2 separate regions of the Rattus norvegicus genome follow, and region 2 is linked to region 1. Evidence: chromatin contacts called from public Hi-C data. All regions are on one chromosome and are shown on one strand. Each heading gives the region's core, a stretch centred on a gene start, on an enhancer-like site or on the middle of the called end of the contact. The rest is flanking DNA. Distances are from core to core; before and after follow the strand shown. Region 1 overlaps Nr1h4 (nuclear receptor subfamily 1, group H, member 4). Region 2 has its middle 11 kb from the start of Slc17a8.

Evidence for each region. Hi-C and Micro-C count contacts between places; a contact is called where the count stands out from the background.
Region 2: a contact with region 1 is called in a Hi-C map of liver, with 4 times the contacts expected there. The contact joins two enhancer-like sites. A contact is called at or near these places in 3 of 12 Hi-C or Micro-C datasets (kidney and liver).

The regions. Positions count from the first base shown.
Region 1 is chr7:25,796,668-25,802,945 of GRCr8, reverse strand. It overlaps Nr1h4 (nuclear receptor subfamily 1, group H, member 4), which reads left to right. Exons shown (of 10, transcript NM_021745.1): 2 at 2,947-3,081. The coding sequence starts at 3,015. Among named protein-coding and RNA genes, the nearest start is that of Nr1h4, 30 kb to the left of the region's middle. Within about 2 kb of position 1,420, at least 2 of the 93 cell types and tissues checked have an H3K27ac peak or open chromatin away from gene starts, as enhancers often do. A contact at or near this core is called in liver, where this site is marked.
Region 2 is chr7:25,943,461-25,949,515 of GRCr8, reverse strand. No RefSeq gene overlaps it. Among named protein-coding and RNA genes, the nearest start is that of Slc17a8, 11 kb to the right of the region's middle. Within about 2 kb of position 4,440, at least 6 of the 93 cell types and tissues checked have an H3K27ac peak or open chromatin away from gene starts, as enhancers often do. A contact at or near this core is called in liver, where this site is marked.

The sequences.
Region 1 (6,278 bases), core at 171-2,670:
AAGAGAATCGCCAATACTCATTGCTTGAATTGGGGGCACACACATGCTCTTATGTGCGTGAGTGCACACACACACACACACACACACACACACACACACACACACATTTGGGATACATGTCTCCCATGTGTGTTTTTTTCCCGTATGTATGTATGTATGAGGCCTCCTTATTGGCTTCAGCATTTCCTAGCTTATTCCTCTGCACCTCCAGCTCCCTATCAAAGCCTGTCCTCCCAATCACAGTCCCCAAGAATTTCAGAAGGGCCTATGTCTCTCCATATGCATAATAGAGTCTGCTCTGGCTTCTACTTCTACTACTGTCCCCGCCCCCAGACAGAATATCACTCAGAGTCCTGACTGCTCCTCTGGACATTCTGCATGGGCTACAGCGTTGCTCCTATTTCACAACTGTCCCACAAAGCTCCTGGGCCCTCGTGGGTTCAAAGGTCCACTCTGATATGTGGCAGTTATTTGAGGACAAGCGTTGTATTACTTTTCTGAAGCTGTCAAAAAGCACCATAGCTAAAAACAAGTAACGGAAGAAAGAGTTTATTTTAATTTACAGTTCCAGAAGGATAGTCCTTAACATCAGAGGAGGCATAGTGTCAGGGGGCCGGCACCTGAGAGATGACATCATCAACCACAGACAGAAAGCAGAGGGAGTGAATTAGAAGTGGGCAAAGTTACAAACCCTGAAAGTCCACCCCTAGTGATATGCTTCCTCTAAGAGAGCTCAGCCTCCTTATGGTTCTATAACTCCCCCTAAACACTCCACCAACTGAAGAACAATTATTCAAACACGTAAGACTGAGGGCGGGCGTCTCTCATTCAAACCGCCCAATGATGGAGGTGAGATTGGCTTTCTCTTCTGGTTGGATTCTGTTGAAAGGTCTGTCTTGACTTTCAGTGCTTTTCCTGTCAGGTCTTCCTCTTTCACACTGTGCTAAGAACAACCTCCCAAGGAGAATGCAGATGAACTGGCCATGACACATTTCTCCTGTGACTTAGGTTTCACTCTGGGATGAAGGTTATTGTTCTCGGTGTCTCCCAGAAGTCACCATTCGAAAAGGCGGGTTCCATGACAGAGTTTTCCTAGAGTTTAGGAACTTTATATGCTTGGTTTACCATATGGATCAGGTTGGTCTGGACGCTCTTGATGCTGTTGGTGTCTGTTTAGGTAAGCCAGACTTTCCCATTCTTTAAGAATTGTTCTTAAAGCCATATCTTCTGCCAGGTCATGGGGGTGTATACCTGCAATCCCGGTAGTCAGGAGGTTATGAGTTCAAGGCTACTCTGTGTCCCATAGTCAGTTCAAGGCCAGTCAGCTTGGCATGCGTAGTGAAACCATTGACAGACCAGCCAACCAATCAATCAAACAAACAAGTAGAAACAACACCCTTGTCCTTCTTCACCAACCTCAGTATCTCTTGACACCACACAGATCAGGGCATGGTATTTTGGACCTTTGTAAATCACATTCATTACAACACATAATCAACCTGGCTGTGTGGCCACTTTATGGATATCTGTCATTAAGCTTGACATTGTGGATCATGGATGCTTTTTGTTTTTTGGCCTCCGTCACTTTATCTCAGAAGATCCAGCCCAGGATTTACGCTGGAATGAGCTCTCAAAAAAATCTTTGTTGGAAGCGTGAATGAAAGAATGGGTGAAGCAAAGCAGTTGCTGTGGGCCACCTTGCCAGACAGATCAGAAGCTCCCTTGTGCTTGAGCTGGGAAAGACCTGGTGGGGAAGTTCTAATGAGATAAATATTTGTCCAACAAAACTCTAACATTCTCTTCCACGGCAGAAAATATAAATATTTAGAAAAAAATAGTTCTCAGTTGGAGACAGGATAAAAAGGTTAGAAAAGCATTCTTAGCCTAGCCAGAAAGCTTTGAGGACTCACCTATTCATTGCCCCCTCTCTGGGGACGTAAGAAATGGAAGGAAGGTAGGAAGGAAGGAAGGAAGGAAGGAAGGAAGGAAGGAAGGAAGGAAGGAAGGAAAGCTGACCTACGGAAACAGTTCTGTGTGGACATTGCTTCTCTTAAGTAAACTGCAGAAATTCCTTCAGAATGAAGTTTCAGACATTTGGGTAAGACTTATCATTATTTCTCTTTTGTAAAATGAAAAAAAAATCACTTAATGTGGGGGTGGTGAGGTTGTGCACACTTGCATGCCTGTAGCCTGCAGAGGGTAGAAAGGTGTCATATCTCAGGAAGAGACACTCCCAGTGGGTACTGGGAAGTGAACCCACATTCTCTGCAGGAGAAGTAAGTGCTTCTAAGGGCTGGGATATCGCTCCAGCTCCCATTATCTGTTTGTCCTATATCCCTTGCATTTTGGTCTTACCCTAGTCCAAGGTAGAGCTAATATAGACATTAAAATGAGTAAGAGTTCCTAAACATTTCCCCAGCAGCAAGAAATCAAATCTATCCTAGCAGAACAGTCTCTGAACTTTGATCTGCTGACATAATATGTAAGTGACCAAGGGAGTTATACTAAGAAGTAGCATGAGAATACTATCGTGTGTCTGCACAGCCCTGTTCAACTTTTAAATGAAGTCTAGAAAATAAATCAAAGATGAACCCTTTTTAAATTAAAACTTTTATATATGTTTTTGTCTCTATTTATAAAAGAAGTAAAGACAAACTCCCAATGTTATCACATCCTGTCTAAATCTCCAAATACTGGAATTAAAATGAAATACCTATGGAATATTAAAGTAGAAAATATCTTGTCTAAAGGCATATAACTTGAACATTTTTAAGTTCAAGTGAGATATAATAGTAACATTGAGAAAATACATACAGAAAGGAATAGAAAATATCTACAGAGGAGCTGTTTGGACGTCTGTATGTCCAACTGCTTCCTCTCTGTTTCTCTCGAATAACTCCTGACCCTGTCCTGCAACCATGAACTTTCTGTGTCTTTGCCTTCCAGGGTTCTTATTTGAAGACCACCATCCCAGAAGCACATTCTCGAGTTGAAAAGTTGGAGTGGTGTTCGAAATGAATCTGATTGGGCCCTCCCATTTACAAGCCACGGACGAGTTTGCTCTTTCTGAAAACTTATTTGGTAAGTTGTGAAATTGATTTAAATGGGGAGTCCACCAAAACTAACCGTGTCAGAAGAAAGCCCCAGCAGTGAGTTTGAGAAAATGATCTTGCTTCTTCTAAGTGCTCAATAAATGTCAACTCTTCAGTCAGGCTGTACTTTGGACTCATTGAACTCGGTATTCTTTATCTCTCTCTCTCTTTTTTTTTCTTTAATAGACGAGGGCTGTCAGTCTCTGCTTTGTGGGTTGCTAAGGCCTTGAGACTAGATAATTAACTGAGTGGGGAGTAGAAACTACTTCCTGATCTAGAGCGAGTCCTAGTATTATTATAACAGGTATTAAAGAATGAAATCATATTGCTTATGGCTTAATATGATACCTATCAAAGGCTGGAGTTACTTAGTGCTCAGCACAAAGGATCCTCCCACTGTTCCTCCCATGCTGGGGGGAATCTATGGTACAGTGTCATGATTAGTCATTTAAACTAGGTTGAGGACAAATTGTACTAAGTGGTTTTAAGTAGATCTGTAACCAGATGACACCATAAAATGATATATTGCTCCACTTTATGCATTTATGAAAAACATCTTAAGTATAAAGAGTTCAACTGAGAGCATTAGCAAAGAGTCAAAATGAGGGCATGTTTTGGGCGGGGTGGGGAGCATTCCGCCACTTTTTGAATGACTTCCTTCTGCATAACCTTCTCTGGAGGCTAGATTGCCCCCCAGTTCCTATCCAGCATTACATAGGCCATGGTAGACTATGATAATAAAAATGGTAAAACAAAACAAAACAACAACAACAACAACAAGAACAACAAAACCACTTGAACCCTCACCAAGATCGATGTGTTAAGATGATCCCTTAGCTGGTGTCAGATATCCCTAGGAGATCCTGGCTAGTGCTGCTCTATTATCTTTAGCCAGTACTTTCCCTATATGGTCATAATTGATGCATTCCCAGCAAGTGGGGTAGTACTCAGATTGCCTGCCTGCACATCTGCTCACCCAGATGTGTCAGAGCATGTTATTATATGGTATATAATATCATAGAAACGTGTTATATGATGGTAGCAGTCATTACTGCAGCTTCATCTATCCGTGAAGACCGGATCAATAGCAGTCTAGTAGTAAAGAATAGGGAGGAAGCATAAAAGAGGCTTCAAGGGGAGAGGGGAAATGTCGATCAGTAGTTCTCAGAGGGAGCACGTACGGCAGTAACTATTTGTGAAATGCCAGTTTTCACACACCGCCACTGCATCTCATCTCTCCATCCCGTGGGTCAGTTGTGAGCAATGAAAGGTTGGGCCTACGCTTCTGATCCCTTGACCATGTTCTGGCCTGTTCTTCTACACTGCCTTAGAAAAATCAACTCATGGAGATCTGGGTGATTTTCCCTCTACCAATCAGAACTCACAGGACAATCAGGATTATGACTGTACAGCATAGATGAAGCAAAATACCCCCTTACAACTGTTTTTCTTTTTTCTTTTTTCTTTTTTTTTTTTTTTTTTTTTTTTTGGAGCTGGGGACCGAACCCAGGGCCTTGCGCTTGCTAGGCAAGCGCTCTACCACTGAGCTGAATCCCCAACCCCTACCTTACAACTGTTTTTCAAAGAAAAACTACCACTTCCTGCCCTAAGATTTTACAAGGGTCAGTTGAAGTTCGCTGCTTTTAATATTGTTAAAAGTGAAGCATCTTGGGCTCGAGTTTGTGCATGGAGGGGAAAATGTAGATGTTTTTGCTTACTTATTAGTTCAGTTTTACACCCCAGGGACAGAGTTGACCTAAAAGAGTAAAGGCTAGAAGTTCTGTCAGATTAGATGCACCTGCGAATGATAGCAAGGCATGTGCTGCAACTCTTGCTTTTTGTGTTGTGACTCCTGTGTGTGTGTGTGTGTGTGTGTGTGTGTGTGTGTGTATGTACATATATATACATATACATATATAAGTATGTGCATACATATATATCTACATATATATTATATGTGTACATACATATATATGGGGGTGTGATCCTTTTGGGGGTGTCCCATATCAGATATCCTGCATATCAGATACTTACATTTCAATTCACAATAGTTGCAAGATTACAATTATGAAGTAGCAATGAAATAATTTTATGGTTGAGGGTCACCACCACCCGAGGAACTGTGTAAAAGGGTCACAGAATTAGGAAGGGTGAGAACTACTACTCGTGAACAAGGCCTAAGCATTCTTTCCAAATCTGTTTCTTTTGGGGCCTCAGTCACACCCTATTCAACATGCTTGGGCTAACGGAGAAAACAGAGTCCTCCGTTCTGCTTCTCCATCTTCTTGTCCAGAAGGCACTGATGGGGGCTGGAGAGATGGCTCAGTGTTTAAGAGCACTGACTGTTCTTCCAGGGGTTCTGAGTTCAATTCCCAGCAACCACATGGTGGCTCACAACCATCTGTAATGGGATCTGATGCCCTCTTCTGGTGTGTCTGAGGACAGCTACAGTGTACTTATATAATAAATAAAATAAATATTTTTTTTTAAAAAAGCACTGATGGATACTATGGCCCCTCCCCAAGTTTAGGCTGTGGCACATCCGTGTAGAGACTGCTTGCCATGGATGAGTAGCCCACAGTCCGATCTCCTCACTCTTGCGTTCTTAATCATGACAGAGACCTAGAAACCTATGGGTTCCACTGACCAGGGAGGTAAATTCCTTTGAATGGTTTGTATATTTAAAGCCTGTCTTGCTACAAGAGCTAGTAAACGTTATGACAAGCATATGGGATAGCTACCATTTCTTCTCTTCAGATGCTGAACACTGGTGCTGCCTGGGGCATTGGAATAAAGCAAAAAAAAAAAAAAACCCACAAAAAAACAAAACAAAAAACCAGGAAAGGTCTTTGTGGGGAATGGACTCCCAAGTAGTATGCCCAGAAATAAGCCCAGTAATTAATACCAGGTAAGAATTAGAAAAGATGACAACTGTTAGGAAATAGCAAGGTAGGGTGACGTCCTAGTGACTGGAGGGACGGGCTGCCTTAATGGCTTTAATGAAGACTTCTGTGGAATTGACAATTGACTCAATACTGGAAGCTAAGAAGTCAAGAACATTCTAGAAGGAAGGACCAGCAAGTCTGGACTGGACTTGAGAAGGTCTTACCTTTGCATTTTTACTTAGGACAATAGAAACACTGGAGAAGTGGCTATTTATTTTATACTCAAGGTACTATAAAGTGA
Region 2 (6,055 bases), core at 3,191-5,690, 140 kb before region 1:
ATATGATGGATCCCGATCCCAACCACCCCTAATTCTTCCTCTGCACACCTCCCCGTATTTTGTAATTTACTGCTTTTGGAATATTTTAAGACAAATGAGTCTGTAACAATTCAAATTACCGAAGACTTGAGTGTCTTTCAAACTTAAGCACGCAGTAAGACATAATATTTGTTTGTTTTGATACAGGGTCTCATAGTATAGCTCAGGCTGGCTCCAGACCAGTGCCCCCTGCCTCGGCCTCCTGAATGACGTAAGTTTAGGTATTCACTGGCTCAAACACATTTCATATGGCAACTACTATATAAAATTCACAACTGGAAGAAAATGCCTTTAGTAATTATAGTATGCCTTATTTTATGGTTGGTTATTAAAACCCTGCTGCTGACCAGGATGACATGAAGACAGTTTTGGGGGGGCAGGGTGGGAACGAGGGGGGGGGCAGGGGAGGACATGACACTCAGGCCAATGGTCCTGGCAGCACCCAGATGTGTGATGGAATTAAAGTTTGTAGCCTTGGGGAGGAGAGGGTACAGTTCGACCAGCCCTTTCACTAAATGGTGCCTATTGGATATTAGAAATCTTTTTCTATTCCAAGCACCAGGTTATTGCTGCAGTGTGGGTACCGATCTAGGCTGTAAGCCACACGTTTCCATTTAAAAAGGTTAAAGTGATTTTACTATGTCTTATTTAACTTGTACCATTTGCACATGGGCTGATATGTTTTCCTTACTTTTCTGGCTTGTTAACAATTTGCATGTATTTTGCATTTAGCACATTCCCAGTTTGACTGCTGGGTCTCTACCTGTGGCTGGTAACTATTCTATTAGTGCCGTTTTCTGTATAAGCTGAGCTCAGCAGTGCCATGGTGTAAACTGTGGCGCTTTTCAGCTTAGCTCCAAGCTCCAAACTCTGCCAGAACTGGATGCTCTAAACTCGCTCTTTGCTGGCAAATGCCAGGCCTCACCAGGAGAGGGCCTTGGAGCTCCACCACAGAAGCCGAGCTGTCTAAGCAGGCTACTGTGGAGCAGATCCAACCCTGCCACTGTGGCCCTCCACCTCATGTGCTCTCCACCTCATGGTGGAAACACATTGGCATTTCCCACAAAAGCAGTAGCAGGGTTGAGCCTTCCCGTCTCAGGTACCCAGCTTTAAAATAAAGCCATTTCCTTGGCACACAGCCACTGCCTTGCTGCTTTTTAAAGCGCCTGCTGCTTGGGTACCATACTACTCTTTAGTTAACTGGCTTCTAGCTAATGATTACTTTATTAAAAATTTCCCATGTACGAATCTTTCAGGGCCCTACCCCTCCATGGGAATCAGCTGACGGATGATGGTGAAGGGCACTGTCTTCATTTAATGTTAATTCAGCTAATTGGATAGCACCCATGTTCATGCAGGAGGCCCTGGTTAAACTCAGTGGCTCACAAAAAGAAACAAACGGAAAAACGCCAACTGTGGGAATGGGACTCATGAGGGGTTTGATGGGGTGAGAGTCATCAATACGCTATACATGAAATCGACAAAGAATAAATATAATTACAATTTTTCCCCTGTTCAAATAGTGTGGTTTCTGCCTCCTGCCTGACCCTGCTGCAAGACTTTTTTTTTTTTTTTTTTTTAAAAGCAGGTCCATGGTATACATATCTGCTAGCAAAAGGCATGGGTGTTACTCACAGGTTCTATAGTAAAGCTTCCCTTTTGAAAAGTTCTGAGCTGGGCATGGTAGCTCAGGTGTGCAATCCCAGCATTTGGGAGACTGAGCAGGTAGATGGCTGTGCACTGGAGGCCAGCCTGGGCTACATAGTAAGTTTAGGGGCAGTCAGAGGGAAAAGGTATCTCACAGGAAGAACAAGCAGGGTTGTATGTGCTAAAGATGGTGGAGATGTGGTTTAGTTCCTTCAGATCTGATGCTTGCTCTCTCTCTCTCTCTCTCTCTCTCTCTCTCTCTCTCTCTCTCTCTCTCTCACACACACACACACACACACACACACACACACACACACACACACACCAGCAGCCTAGGTTGCTGATGAACTTTGTGTCTGACTTTTTATGTTTTCTGCAAAGGTTCAGTATAGAGACGTGTCTAGAATTTTTACATAAGAATCGACATTGGGGAAAGTTTAAATCTCCCTCATGACCCTAAGCCCGCTGGCCTTTCCAACTGCAGTGATGTCACGTCCCCAAAGTGCGGCATGCCAAAGGCATGCTAAAAGCATGCAGTGCGTGGACTCTGGAGCCAGATAAAGGTGTGTTTGTCTTCTGTGTTTTAAGGAATCAGGCCAAAGTTACTTATTTGTTCATGAGTCGGAACAAAGCCAAAATTGTAAAAGAAAAAAAAAAAAAAAAAACAACAAACCCAAACTGAAGTCCTGTTTGAGTTTACCGGATTATGAGACAAAGTCTTGCTGTCTTGACTGTCACCCCAGCCTCTTGGGTTCTGGGATTACAGGCATTCGTCACCAAGCCAAGTTACGGAAGGTCAGTTTTGTAAATGGAGGGAAAGGCTTTCCACGGAGGCAGCTATGCTTGTCGGACTGCTCATATCTAAGGAGTTAGTCTAGGTTTCAGGTCCAACTGTGTGATCATGTGACTGACGTTCTCCCAGCAACAACCCTACCTACACTTACCAGAGAGCAATTGTCAAAAATCTCCCTTTCAGAAATGTCTTTGAATAGACTCGGATGTAAGTATTCCCGTCTCTAGACACTCTGAATTAAACCCACTGGAGCCTTCTGTGCCCCTGGTGGCTGGATTAGGGGCCATGGACTGTTACCTTTGTCACATTTAGCTTTGAACAGTTATGAAACCAATATTGGCGCCAGGAATGTCTGGTAAACTCTACTCTGGAATAGCTTCTCTGAGTTGGTGAAGGACAAATGTCGGACTTCAGGTCAGGGGTAAGGAAGGTTGTCAACCTGTTACAACCTGAAATTCTCCCAGATAATGGTCTCAAGGAAGGACTGTCTACACGCAGTTGGCCTATGGACACATTGGGGGGGGGGAACCTTAAGTAAATGGCCCGGAAAGACTCAGCTCACTGTGGGGGGCACCATCCACCACGCAGGAGATTCTGAATGGTATAAGAGCAGAGAAATTCACTGAGCTTGCATTTGCTCTCACTGCCCCTGATTGTAGATACAACGTACTTGTTGTTTTCAAGTTTCTGCCTTGGCTTCCCCACCATGACAAACTATATAACCTGGAACTGTAAACTGAACAGCTCTCTCTCTCTCTCTCTCTCTCTCTCTCTCTCTCTCTCTCTCTCTCTCCTCTCTCCTCTCTCCTCTCTCCCCTCTCTCCCCCCTCTCTCTTCCTCTCCCTCCCTCCTTCTTTCTCTCTCCCCTCCCTCTTCCTCCTCTTCCTCCTCCTCTTCCTCCTCCTCCTCCCCCTCCTCCTTCTCCTCCCCCTCCTCCATCTCCTCTCTCTCTCTCTCTCTCTCTCTCTCTCTCTCTCTCTCTCTCTCTCTCTCTCTCTCCTGATTTTTGTTGGGATGTTATCGCAGCAACAGAAGAGGAATTAGCACATGTACTTCTAAGCAACTGGTTGCTCTGTTCTTTTTAGAATAGCCAAATAGTAAATCAGGTACCGAGAGCAAAAAGGGACAACCAAGTTTTTAGGGCATTATACTAACGAAACAGGGCATCACTAGGACACAGAGTTCAATGCTTACATTTCTGACTTCAACATTTTGTTTGTTTGTTGTTTTTATGCCCTTCTGGACTATGATTTGCTTTTTGTATAAACATTTTATTTTAATTGATGTATATATGTGTATGCCTGGGTGCAAGTTTGTACAGATGAGTGTAGGTGCTCCCAGAGGCCAGAAGAGTGTGTCAGATCTCTGGAACTAGAGTCCCAGATCGTTGTGAGCCAGCAGTGTTAATGCTGGGAACCAACCGTCGGTCCTCCATAAGCAGCCACGCTGCCAACTTGACCACAGAACCACGTCTCCAGTCCATGATTTGCTTTCTTAAAAATAGAAGCACACAAAGTTCATGGAGGCTCCTGCTTTGGAATTAGAGTAAATATTTACACAGAATGAGGTTAAATCCGAGTCTTTCACAATGCAGAGTACTTTTTTTTTTTTTTCAGGCAAATTACGGGTCACACCTTCCCAGCACAGGGAGGGTGGTAGAGTGTGTGAAGTTCCTGGCGTGGCTGCTGTAGATTGGTAAGTGCTCTAGACATTCGCACTTCGTCACAATGCTGAATGCCTTCCAAGTACTTGAATGAAGAAAAAAAAAAAAAAAAAAAACCTCACAGCTTGTCACAGAGCACAACTTGAGTCCATTCATTCTTAAAAAAAAAGTAAGCTTCCAAGGTGTTGCAGACTTGGAATTGTGAAATTCTTGGGATACAAATATCAACGGGCTGTGGCCTGGCTCCCAGGTTTGCGGAGTATGAGTAAGCAGGCAGAGAGAGTGATAGCGCTTGCGTGCGCGCATGCCCTCAAGAGAGAGAGGGGGGGGTTGCGGGGGTGGGGGCATAGACTGTGGCTGGGAACCAGGGAGCAGGCACTTGGGCTAGCTTCTAGGGAAGCTCTTCACGGAGGAGACAGGGCCTGAGCTTGGGCATTCAGAGCCCTTTTAGAAGGATACTTGTGTTAACGAAGGGTTATGGAGAAGCCCCATTTTCTCAGCTTAAATTGGAAATCTTGAGGAGATTGGTTGAGATAACTCAAGTCCTTCTGAAATCAGGGGTCATATTGAATTAACCAAATTCGCTTATCATCACCATTGTTATTTAGTCTACTGTTGTTTTGTTTTGTTTTGCTTTTGAGACAGGGTTTTGCTATGTAGCCCTGGCTGCCCCACAGATCAGAGTGGTCTTGAATTCCCAGAGATCCACTTGCCTCTGCTTTTCGAGTGCCGGGATTAACAGCATGCTCTACCATTGCCTGATAATATTATTTTTAAACACGGTCTCACGATGTATCCTAGGCTGGTCTGAAACTTGAGATCCTCCTGCCTCAGCTTCCTCAAGGGCTGAGATCACAGGAGTGCATCACTGTACCGGCTGGCCAATTAACATCTGTTTCACAGTATAGCCCAGGCTGGCCTTAAACTCCTGGGCGGCCGTCTTGCTTCTATCTGTCAAATGCTGGCATGAAAAGCATGAACCACGGACACCTACCTGGCTTTGGGGTTTTGGACACTTTTTCTATGCATATGTTGTGAGTGTGCATATGTGTGTGTTCACATATCTGGGCACACATGTGTCTGGGTATAGATGGTTGGCATTGGGCATCTTTTTCTTTTCTTTTCTTTCTTTTTTTTTTTTTTTTTTGGTTCTTTTTTTCGGAGCTGGGGACTGAACCCAGGGCCTTGCGCTTCCTAGGTAAGCGCTCTACCACTGAGCTAAATCCCCAGCCCCGGGCATCTTTTTCTATCACTCTCTGTCACACTCTGAGGCAGCCTCCTAGCTCTGGAGTTACGCCGTCTCTAGAGTATGAAGCTTACAGGCGTCCGCCATGCCCTCTGGGTATCAGGACTCTGGTCCTCATGCTTGCGTGGCAAGCGCTTGTGCCTGGTGGCCCATCACCCCAGCTCTCTTTCAAAAACTTTCGATGAGTAGAAAAAGTGGAATTAGTGTTAGGTTAACATATTTGGTATTAAGGCAACAACAAAACAAACACCAAAGCAACCAACAGTGTTATTTGTATCAAACCATTGATATTTTGAAATATTTTATTAAAGTATTTTAGAGATTTAATCCACAGGGGTTTGAAATGGTTTAGAATAAATAACTTCATGAAGACTGGCTGATTTCTGGGAGGCGTGTATGCTGTGAATCTGTTTAATCTACAAACTGCCAGAAGGTGTCGCTGTTCCCCAAGCGATTCACATTAGCCTGTTTCCCAGGGGCATCCTAAAGAAGCTGGAGAAAGTTTTGTCAGGGATATTTCCCCGGTGGGGAGAGTCATTAGAAGAACAGCACCTCAAGAGAACGGCTTGTAGAAGATGCGTGAGTTCCTTCTTCTTTATTCTCAACACGATGAAATTATCTGGCCACTCAGGGTTTTGTGGAACCTCAGTAACGGGAAGGTAGAGTC